2 separate regions of the Mus musculus genome follow, and region 2 is linked to region 1. A link is a contact called in public Hi-C data. All regions are on one chromosome and are shown on one strand. Each heading gives the region's core, a stretch centred on a gene start, on an enhancer-like site or on the middle of the called end of the contact. The rest is flanking DNA. Distances are from core to core; before and after follow the strand shown. Region 1 has its middle 41 kb from the start of Rnf130. Region 2 overlaps Rnf130 (ring finger protein 130).

Evidence for each region. Hi-C and Micro-C count contacts between places; a contact is called where the count stands out from the background.
Region 2: a contact with region 1 is called in a Hi-C map of hematopoietic stem and progenitor cells, with 1.7 times the contacts expected there. The contact joins two enhancer-like sites. A contact is called at or near these places in 1 of 15 datasets of contacts at CTCF or cohesin (the G1E-ER4 cell line), 26 of 484 Hi-C or Micro-C datasets (the Ba/F3 cell line, CD4 T cells, ECoMG-derived neutrophils and 19 more) and 4 of 115 datasets of contacts at active chromatin or transcription factors (CD8 T cells, the HPC-7 cell line, double positive thymocytes and 1 more).

Annotation. Positions count from the first base shown.
Region 1 is chr11:49,981,768-49,987,179 of GRCm38.p6, forward strand. No RefSeq gene overlaps it. Among named protein-coding and RNA genes, the nearest start is that of Rnf130, 41 kb to the right of the region's middle. Within about 2 kb of position 2,299, at least 72 of the 459 cell types and tissues checked have an H3K27ac peak or open chromatin away from gene starts, as enhancers often do. A contact at or near this core is called in the G1E-ER4 cell line, bone marrow-derived macrophages, hematopoietic stem and progenitor cells and 2 more, where this site is marked.
Region 2 is chr11:50,039,873-50,045,597 of GRCm38.p6, forward strand. The region is part of intron 1 of Rnf130 (ring finger protein 130); the gene reads left to right. Among named protein-coding and RNA genes, the nearest start is that of Rnf130, 17 kb to the left of the region's middle. Within about 2 kb of position 2,744, at least 28 of the 459 cell types and tissues checked have an H3K27ac peak or open chromatin away from gene starts, as enhancers often do. A contact at or near this core is called in the G1E-ER4 cell line, bone marrow-derived macrophages, hematopoietic stem and progenitor cells and 2 more, where this site is marked.

The sequences.
Region 1 (5,412 bases), core at 1,049-3,548:
AGGGGCTGGGGGTGGGGCAAGGGAGACAACAGGGCACCAGGAGAAGCCTCAGTAAAGAGTAGGCTGGCAGGTGAGGCGCTCCTGTAACTGCAGAAGGCCTCTGCGGAGTAGAGATAAGGGAGAAAGCTGGGAGACAGGAAGTAGAGGCTTTTGTGACAAGCTTTGCAACACGCTCCGAGTTATTACAAATAATACTTGGACAAGAACTGAATCTCTAAGCCAGATGGGGTTGTGGGTCTGTGACCCTAACACTCGGTTGGTTAGGCACAAGGATCAACAGTCCAAGGCCAGCCTGGGCTACATACATAGCAAGACCGTATCTCAAAAAAATAAAATAAAATAAACCCTTTCTCCCTCCAGTCCCTTGGGGCTGGGGTATGGATCTCAGTGGTAAATGACTTGCCTACAATGTTCAAAGTCCTGAGTTCAGCCCACAGCACTTCAAAAACATTCTAATAATTTGAAATGAGGGTTCCCACTTCGATGCCCAGAACAAAGAGCCTGTGGTCTTGCCTAGAGCCACGTGCTGTTAGAAAAAGCTCTGTGGATAAGGTACAGAGTGAAGTAACTATATGTGGTGAAAATGACTTCTTCTAAATCCTCTAGAAATTATCTTACATCATGGAGCAACTCAAGAAAGTTTACTCAGGGAAGTCTGCACTTTGGAGATGGATCCGTGTGTAAAGTATTTGCTGGCCAAGCACGAGGACCTGAGTTCACATCAGCACCCAGGAAAAAAGCCAGGCATAGCAGCACATATCTGTGCACACCAGCACCAGAGGAAAAGAGACGGTCAGGTCCCAGGAGCCCACTGGCCAGACAGTCTAGCCAAAATGATGAACTCCAGATTCAGTGAATCACCCTGTCTCAAAAGAAGGAAGTGGAAGCCGGGCGGTGGTAGTGTTCATCTTTAATCCCAGCACTGGGGAGGTAGAGGCAGATGAGCTCTGAGTTCGAGTCCAGCCGGATCTACAGAGTAGCTGCCAGGATATCCAGGGCTACACAGAAAAACCCTGTCTCAGGAAGTCAAAATGAACAAACAAATAAATAAACCCTGTTTCTAAAAACCAAAATAAATAAATAGACAAACAAACAAATATGAATAAAGCAGAGGCTAACAGAAGACATCAAATATTGACATCTGCACTCCATTCTCATGTACAAGTACACCCAAACACACATCTGCATCCACATGCACACACACACACACACACACACATCAAAACAAAAGAGACAAGAAAATTTACTAAAACTGTATAAACTATGAGTCTTGTGACATTTGAACCGTGACCACTTCCTCTCATGAGCAACAACACAAGTCAACTCCAAAGGGCACAGCCAAGAACACAAAGCCCGACAGGATTCAGCCCTACAAAGAAGACAGGCTGCCAGGCTCTCCCACTGGGGGTCCAGCTCTACTAAGGTGCAGCCTCGACTGAGCAAAGCAGAGAGGTAAGGAGCCCTTCCTGCACACAGCCCCATGCAGAGAATAGATGGTCCTCGCTGCTTCCTCTGGGAGTGTCAGGGGCCCTGCTCACACTCACAGTAGCTCACCCATGTGGTGGAAATACCTTGCTGTGGAGAAAGGAAGGAAGGGAGGGAGGGAGGGAGGGACGGAGGGAGGGAGGGAGAGAGGGAGGGAGAGAGGAAAGAAAAGAGACAGAAAGATGTCCCATTTAGTATTCAACGCAAAAAGCAAGGGTGTCACCCTGAGAAAGGGGGCCATGATCAAGCTGTAAGCACAGGCGTCTCTTAAACTCTTCAAAGACTACTTCAAACCCAAGGATAATTTCAAAACCACTAAAGATCTCAGTAGCAAGAAATTAATAGAAGGCCACAGCTACAAAATCCCAATAAGCTAAGCGTAAGGCAAACAGCTTACCAAAGCAAATCACTGAAAAACAATGTAAGCCACAGGGAGCCCTCCTGGGATCTGAACAGCCTGCCCCTGGGACAGAGCCTGCACTTCAGCTGTCAGCCTTTGCAGCAATCCACGGCCCCAGACATTGTTGTGAACAGCAGACCTGTTAGACTTCAGTGAGCTGGAGTGTAGCAGCTAGATGCGATACCAGCAAAGGCAGACAGCTAATGGAGGGATGGGAGACAGTCACAGGGCTCACTGGGCAAGCCATTGTCCTTTCAGACTGACCACATACATGCCCAGGGCCATACTCTAAATGCCCAGTGCCCAAGTTAAAGTTAAAAGACATGAGTTCAAAACAAAACAGAACAGAAATCCCATGACATGAATGGGTGGGGTGAGGTGGAGTGGAGAAAGCAACAGAAACCACTGAGAGGAGGTGCCAGCTGTCATATATATGTTGAAATTGCCACTGGAGATCATACTTGAGAAATAACGGAAAGTCTGGTAGCAATAAAGTTTTTTTTTTTTTTTTTTTTTTTTTTGGTTTTGGTTTTGGTTTTGGTTTTTCGAGACAGGGTTTCTCTGTGTAGTCCTGGCTGTCCTGGAACTCACTCTGTAGACCAGGCTGGCCTTGAACTCAGAAATCCACCTGCCTCTGCCTGACAAGTGCTGGGATTAAAGGCGTGCACCACCATGCCTGGCCTAAAAGAGATTTCTTTAAATGTTGTTGGAGGTGGGCTGGAGACATGGGTCGGAGGGTAAGAGCACTTGACTTGCTGATTTTCCAGAGGACCCTGGTTTGATTCCCACTACTCCCATGGTGGCTAACAACTCTAGTTTCAGGAAATCAGTTGCCCTCTTCTGGCTTCTTACTGCATTTAGGTGGTACACAGGTAAAAACACCCATACACATAAACTAAAATTTTAAATTAAAACAAATGTTACTGGAGATTGGATGGTTACTTTATAGCAGAGCAGAGGTAAGAAAAAGAATCAGAAATCCTGGAGTTGGAAAGCTAGAAGGGTACCGAGCATACTATTTGAGAAACAGGGAAAAAAATCAAGAATAGTGAACAGAATCTCATAACAACATGTGGCACCATTCACTGCACTGGGATAAACATAATGGGAATAGCAGAAAGGGATATCAAATAGCAGGAAAATTATATCATAGTTGAAATAATAGCCTCAAACTGACAACATCGATGCACATGTCTAAAAGATTCAACAAACTCCACCCAGGATAGACCCAAAAGACACAACACAGGCAGACAGACAGACAGACAGACACACACACACACACACACACACACACACACACACACACACAGGAGACAGAGAGAGAGAACAGATCACACAGAGCACATACAGATACATACAGGAACACACATGCATGTTCATGTGTGTGTGCGTGTGTGCACATACACACTGTAGCAAAAGTACAAAACAGAAAAAGAAAGGTTTCAAATGAAGCAAGATAAAAGTGACTTACCATCTACAGGAGGACTCCAATAATATGAATGGCTGTGATATAATCATATTAGAGGCCATATGGCCAGAGAGATAGGCTGGAAGATGCTGGAGTTGGGGAGTGGCCTCTGGTCAAATGTGTGACAGTGTAAGGGTGTACTCCTCGGCTGTCTGTCACTGTGACAACATGCCTGAACTAAACCAGCCATCAGGAGGGAAGCCTTACTTTGGTTTGCCTCAGAGATTCAGACATGGCTGCTTGGCTCCTGTAAAAAGACAGAGTCGCAGCAAAAGCACGCAATATGCAAGAACCCACAGGCATAAGTTCCTTCCAAGTTGGCCCTACCCCCTAGAGGTTCTGCCACCTCCAAGAACACCACAGGCTGGCAGCCAAGCCTTTGGGCCTCTGGGAGGATATTGTAGCTTGTAGGAAATGTCCCCTGTAGACTCACATGGTTCCCCATTGGTGAGATGTTGTGGGGGTTGTGGGATCTTTAGGAGGCAGAACCTAGCAGGTGGAGGTGAGTCACTGGGGGACCGGCTTTGAGGCTCATAGCTTGGCCCTGCTCTGGACCTCTCTGTGTTCCTACTGTGTTCTGGCCACCCCCACTACCATGCCCTCCCCGTCATGGTGGTCAGTATCCTCTCAAACCGCAAGCCAAAATCCTTCTTCTATTTAGATATTTCGTTCAGGTATTTATCCCAGTGATGGAAGCCAGACAGGTAGCTGGTGTGTGCAGAGGACTCGGCTCTCACCTTATGGGTCTTTGAGAGCTATCACGATTTGAGTGTGAAGCATCCCTCCTGGGCTCATGTGTTTGAACACTTGGTCATCAGCTGGTGGTCCTAGTTCGTGAGGATATAGAACCTTTAGAAGTGAATCCTTGGAGACAAACCTTGAACACTGAACGGGGTCTCTGCCTGAGCCTCTGCTGTCATCACCATGAACTTTACCATGTCTTCCCCAGTAGGATGGAATAAGACGATGGTCAGAATAAGTCTTTCTTTATGTAAGTCACTTCTGTTCCATATTTTGTTGCGAGGATATAGGAAAAGTACCTCAGGGGCCATTGAAGAGTCATAGTTTCTGACAATCCTGTTATTTTGTAGAAAGGTGGTCAGTGTGTCAGGTGGAAAAGAAAAAAGGAAACCTAAGAACATGGTGAAGCCAGCAGGCGACCGCTGCATGAGAAGGAGACAGCATGGCCTTAATTATTAATATTTTATTTTTAGTTGAAATGTGGTGGGTGTACGAGTGCAGTACCCACGGAGGCCAAAAGAGGGCGACATATCCCCTAGAGCTGGAGTTATAGGCTGTTGTTAATTGCCTCAGTGTGGATGCTAGGACCAAGGTTTTAGATCTGAAGATATGCTGCAAATTGCTTTCCCAAATAGCTATGTCTCCAGCCAATCCCTTATTGGTGCTTTTCTGTGAAATGTCGCAGGCACCAGAGACATATGCCCTCTGGTTTTTTGCCAAATTTCCAATAAAGAGGCCAACCCATAAGCGGTAGCTTACACATTGATTTTCTTTTTCCTTTTTTTCTTTTCTTTTCTCTTTTTGTATTGCATTAAAATGATATCCTGATTGCTGAGGTCTGTGTGGCTTCATCAAGTCTATGCCCCTTCTTTTTTATTTTTATTTTTATTTTTAAAAAAACTATAGTTTTTTGCTATGGAGGCTTGCAGAGTGAGCAGTCCTATGTAGAGCCACCAGGAGGCACCCTCTCCCCATTGCCCCCTACACAGCTCCAGCACACGCTTGGGACACAGCCAAGGGTGTCTTGACCAGACAGTAGCTCCACTCTGGGCCCAAACCTAACGCCCCACCCCCCCACCCCCCAGTCCCCCGCTCCCACAATGTCCTGGAATCTATTCCCTCCTTTCCACCTTGCCCTTCCTGAGATCTGGTCTTACTGCCCAATCTCATGAGGAGATCTTTCTCCCTGCTTGCTTTTAGATTCGGCTTCACAGATGGAGGGCCCGCTGTAAAATGAAGGCTAAACAGTGACGGCTGATGGAAGTACTCCTTGCACACTAACTTCTTTCCTGAACTTTCTGCAAGGAGTGTGTGTGTG
Region 2 (5,725 bases), core at 1,494-3,993, 59 kb after region 1:
ATCATTCACCTCTTAGATATATATATGTATATATATTTCTGCACTGGCTTCCAGTGTCCATTGTTTCTTTTTTCCCAGGCTATTCCTTATAGTCTGAGATCCTTCTGTGTTCTGTAGCTTAAAATACTGTCCATGGTGGTGTCATGTCTGAGCCTAACCCTGATCCTAAAAATGGCCCTCTCTTCCCAACCTTACAGCACATGGCCGTGTGTGTGTGTGTGTGTGTGTGTGTGTGTGTGTGTGTGTGTGTGTGTGAGAGAGAGAGAGAGAGAGAGAGAGAGAGAGAGAGAGAGAGAGAGAGTCAGTCCAATGTATGCATTGTACTTAGAAATAATAGGTACTCAGTTTTCTTTGGTACAAGCTGACATCTTAAGGCCAGTACTTAGGTTAGCTGGGAGCTGGGCGTGGTGGCGCAGGTCTTTTAATCCCAGCACTCGGGAGGCAGAGGCAGGTGGATTTCTGAGTTCGAGGCCAGCCTGGTCTACAAAGTGAGTTCCAGGACAGCCAGGGATACACAGAGAAACCCTGTCTCAAACAAACAAACAAACAAACAAACAAAAGCAACAACAAAACCCCCAGCTGGACTAAACCTATATTTCTAGCTTCATGGTGACGTTTAGCTTTTTGCCTTTCTTTTCCAAATTTGATTTAAAAAAAAAAATCCTTCATCATAGCTAAAGAGAGCAGATTTCACAAGTTGAAGTATTAGCTCTGTCAGTTTCTTTTTGTGTTTCTTTGCATTGCTTTTTAAAGCTATTTGTTAGTTTATTGAAAGTCATTTTAGCTTAAAAAATATGATATAAGTAGTTCATGCCATTTTACAACACTATAATACCTTTTATTCAGGGCACCTCTCATGTATATGGAACCATCTAAGATGAAAATTCAGAAAAAGCAACTAATGTTGATAGTTAAATTAAATGCTGATAGCAATTTCTTATTACCAATTACTGAAACAGTAACTTTTACAAATTTTGTAATATTTAGATGTACAAAGTCAATATATCAAAAGCAAACCAAAAAGGCAGTTGTACTTTTTGTATGCTAGGATCAGTTAGACAATGAAAATTTTAAAATACCATTTAAAAACATAGTATTGGTGGTAAAAACTACAAACCATTTTGTAAGAAAGGAGATGAAGTAAACAATGTTTTTCATATTCATGGATTCAGAGACAGTATTCTATTTATTTATTAATGTTTGTTGTTGTTTTTTTTTTTAAAGACAAGGTTTCTCTAGTAGTGACTGTTCTGGGAAGGAAGTGCTATGTAGACCAGACTAGCCTAAAACTCACAGAAATCAACCTGCCTCTGCCTCCCAAGTGCTGGGATTAAAGGTGTGCGCCATCACTGCCTGGCAGCAGAGCAGAGAGTATTCTTAATATAGCACTACTCTGAATTGACCTATACAACCCTATAAAAATTACGTGGTGTTTTTGTTTGCTGCTCCTCTTCCTCTTCCTCTTCTTTTTCCTCCTCCTCCTCCTCCTCCCCCTCCTTCTTCTTCTTCGTTTTAGAGACATTGATAAATGGCCCCTAAAACTCACATGATAACATAAGGGACATAATAAAAAGTCTTGAAAAAGAACAAAAAAGTTCTGGGCTTGGGAGATGGTTCAGTCAGTAGCATCTGCTGCACAGTGTAGTGGCTCCTGCTGTGGGTGGGCCATGCAGAGGGTGGGCCTTGTGCTAGACTTTCTATTTATTGATAGTTCCTTGAAAGACACTGATATAAAAGTATGCTTCCCCCCTCTTTGAGAGGTACTTTCAGAGATAAGTTAAGACCTACCTCAACAAGTGTCTTTGATCATTTTGTACATAAATGTTTGCCTTTTTTTCTGTGTTCATTGCTATATAGACAGCTTGGATTATGAAAACTTGAAACTGCCTCTTGTATGATTTCCTCTACTGTGACTGAGTTTATGGCTGTTCTCTTTCCCTGTTTCTTCCCTACCTCCTGTCTTAGCTACTCAGCTTAAACATTTCTTAACAAGTGTCTTCGGCCTTGTTAGGGTCAGCTATACAGCTCCTAGCTTGTTTCTTGTACCTGATGTTATTGGACCCAATAGTCCAGTCTTTGTCAGTCTGGTCAAGTTCTAGGACTAATGGTACTAGAATAAAGAGATGATTTAAAAATAAAACAAAGGCCGGGCGGTGGTGGCGGACGCCTTTAATCCCAGCACTTGGGAGGCAGAGGCAGGCGGATTTCTGAGTTTGAGGCCAGCCTGGTCTACAAAGTGAGTTCCAGGACAGCCAGGGCAACACAGAGAAACCCTGCCTCGGAAAAAAAAGAAAAAAGAAAAGAAAAAAATTTTAGCCGGGTGTGGTGGCACACGCCTTTAATCCCAGTTCTGCGTTCGAGACCAGCCTGGTCTACAAAGTGAGTTCCAGGACAGCCAAGGCTATACAGAGAAACCCTGTCTTGGAAAAAAAATAATAATAATAAAATAAAAATAATAAAAATAAATAAATAAAGCAAAAGTGCACCCATATTCTCTATATGTCTGCCCAAGGGTTAATGTCTTGGATACTGTTCTGAATTATGGCGATAGGGTCTTGTTATGTAGCCCAAGCTAGCTTTGACCCCTGGGTTCAAATGATTCTCCTACCTTACTGTCCAGAGATTCTGGGTCTGCAGTCTTACTACACTGCACTCAGCTTCCTCTGAATTGTATTGTAACTGTTGTTTGAGACAGAGCCTCACCACGTAGCCCAGGCTGACTAGAATTTGACAAATCTCTCTCAGCCTGCTTAGTGCTTCAACTCCTAACACCTGTCACTGCCTAGCTTTGCTCTGGATTCTTGGTGGTGTCCTAGATCCCTGTGTGCAGCAGCATTATTGAGTCAGTCATTAACTTTGGTTGGTCTTGTGGCAGACAAAACCAGAAGGCTCTGTTGACTGAGCTGGGTCTCTAGATATTCACTTCCTGACTTTTAACAGGGAATTCAATTGCATGTGTTTAAGTAGATGATTCGGTTGACTAGGAACTCAGTGCCAGAAGATAACCCAAGAGGAAGTACAAATTCATAGCGAAATATCTAGCAGGCAGTTGAATGATAAGTGCTAAATTTCAAGAGAGGTTTAGACTTACATATTATTGTCATGTAGGTGACTTCTTGCTGAGAAAAGTGAGCAGTGGACAGAACCTTGGAAAATGAGGAGTGGTGAGAGACAAGTAGAAAGCATGATGAATAGGAGCCAAGTAAAGAAAGGGCCTGAAGAGTCATATTCAATACTGAAATCCTTTCTTGGAATAGGCAGTAAGGTAGTTTAAATACTTAACACTTTTGTTGTGCTCTGGTACCACTTTTGTCTGAGACTGAGCTACCATTTTTACTTGCTTGGATTTATAGCATTGCTCTTGAATGAGATATTTGTTACATCAGTTGTAATAAAAATTATTTTTGAGCATGACTTTTCATGTAAAGTGATTTGTATTAGCCATCATTTAAAATTGCTTTTAAGATGCTTTTTATTATGCCATGGAGAACATCCAACAAATATGTTTGAGTTCTAAGGATGTGAAAAATAATCAAAATCCATTTGAGATGTTCAGTAACTAAGTACAGAAGACAAATGATAATGGATAGCTATTGACAGCTCAACTTGCTGACAGTCGGGCTGTGCATGACTCTTCTTGCAGTGCTGTCCCATACAGCTAGCACTGTAAGTGTGCAGAAGATATTATGTTGCCTCCTTTAAAATCCTGAATAAAAAGAAAATAACTTTTGACATATTTCTTTAGGACATGGCCAAAAAAGTAAAAATTGCCATTTAGGAAAATAAATTATGTACTTTTTAAAACATTATATTCAAAAGTAAAAAGTGAGTAGAATAATATTCAAGAGACTACATAGTTTGAATATTTTGTTAAAAATAAAGCTAGAGGATAATTGAAAGGAGCTTTGAATTTTTAATTAGTTTTATTTAACATTTAAACCGATAACACATTCAAGAATGGGAATAACAGAAATGTTCTTAGATATGAAAATGCAACTTTACTATAACATTTTCCTTAGAAGAATTTCCGAGGGATGGAGACTACTGATGGAAGGTGAGATGTGAGGAGGGTGTATATCCATCCACCCACCCATCCATCCACCCACCCATCCATCCACCCATCCATCCATCCATCCATCCATCCATCCATCTACTTCCTGGGTGCAGGGGTGCTGAAATACTGGTTTTACATTGTTACCAGCATTTCTGTGTGAGTGTTTTTGGATGATGTTAACACCTGAACTCCTAAATTAGTAAAACTGATAGTTCTTCTGTAGGCTTGTAAAGAACAGAAAAGTCTACCTTTTCCCTGTGTACTGGCTAGTTTTGTGTCAACTTGACACAGCTGGAGTCATCACAGAGAAAGGAGCTTCAGTTGGGGAAATGCCTCCCCGAGATCCAGCTGTAAGGCATTTTCTTAATTAGTGATTAAGCGGGGGAGGTCCTCTTGTGGGTGGGACCATCTCTGGGCTGGTAGTCTTGGGTTCTATAAAAGAGCAGGCTGAGCAAGCCAGAAGAAGCAAGCCAGTAATGAACATCCCTCCATGGCCTCTGCATCAGCTGCTGCTCTCTGACCTGCTTGAGTTCCAGTCCTGACTTCCTTTGGAATTGAACAGCAATGTGAAAAGTATAAGCTGAATAAACTCTTTCCTCCCCAACTTTCTTCTTGGTCATGATGTTTTGTCCAGGAATAGAAACCCTGACTAAGACACCCTGGTAAGAGCATTCTTCTTACCTGCCTTCTGCATGCTTGCCTCCTTATCTGCTTTTGGCTTCAACCTACTTCAGTCGGAATCTCTGGGTCAGTGAGATATAGAAATAACCCTTCCCTCAAATATATCACGTAGGTTCCTTACTTCTGTGTTGCTTACTCGGTGTTCATCTCTTCTCTCACCCTCTACCCCTTGACTAGATGTCACATTAAAGCTCATGGTGCCTGGAAGTAGATGGCTCAATTAAATAGGATGTCTAGGGGTTCGTGGTTTAGCTCAGAATAGAGTACTTTCCCAGCATATATAGGGGTCTGTGTTCAATATGATTTCTGGTGTTTTGTTCATTTAAATAAGATGCTGGAAGACAGCTCCAAGTGTTAACTAGTCCACTAGTTACTAGTACACTAATGTACTAGTGAGGGAATAGACTATGATGAATTAGTTTTCTAAGGAGATCCTAAGCAGCGAGAGAAATATAAGAAAATTAGAATCAGGAAAGCTTTGGCTGATCCAAAAGGAACTCACCTCTTAATAAGGGATTCCACCATTCTGATAACCCCTCTCAGGGAGGCTGCGTCTGCACATTTCCAGGCTTTTGTTTCATCTTTTCTGTAAAACTACAACTCTGCTGCAGGAAGAGAGAAGCTAAGAACTCTCCTCTCTCTAGTTGTCATCAAAAGGATAAATAAGCCTTTTTCCCTTGTCTGCCATATTCTTTTAGAAGTGGCCTCCTGGTGGCTGAAAGGCTATGTGTGGTCCTATGGTCTTGCCTAGGAAGTGAGGGAAAGCAGCCTGCAAGTGAATAAATTAAAAATCAGAATGATTTGACATAGATGGACCTACAAAGACGTCTTCCAGGCCTCCTTTCCTGGAGCTGGGTAGAAATACTCAAGAAGTACTGTTAGCTCATCAAAATCAAGACTAGAGTTTTCTTGGAATGAGAAGAAATGAATCCCTTTCCTGTATAAACATGTCCCATGGTCCCCTCCTGATTCTTGGCTTGCTGTTGACTT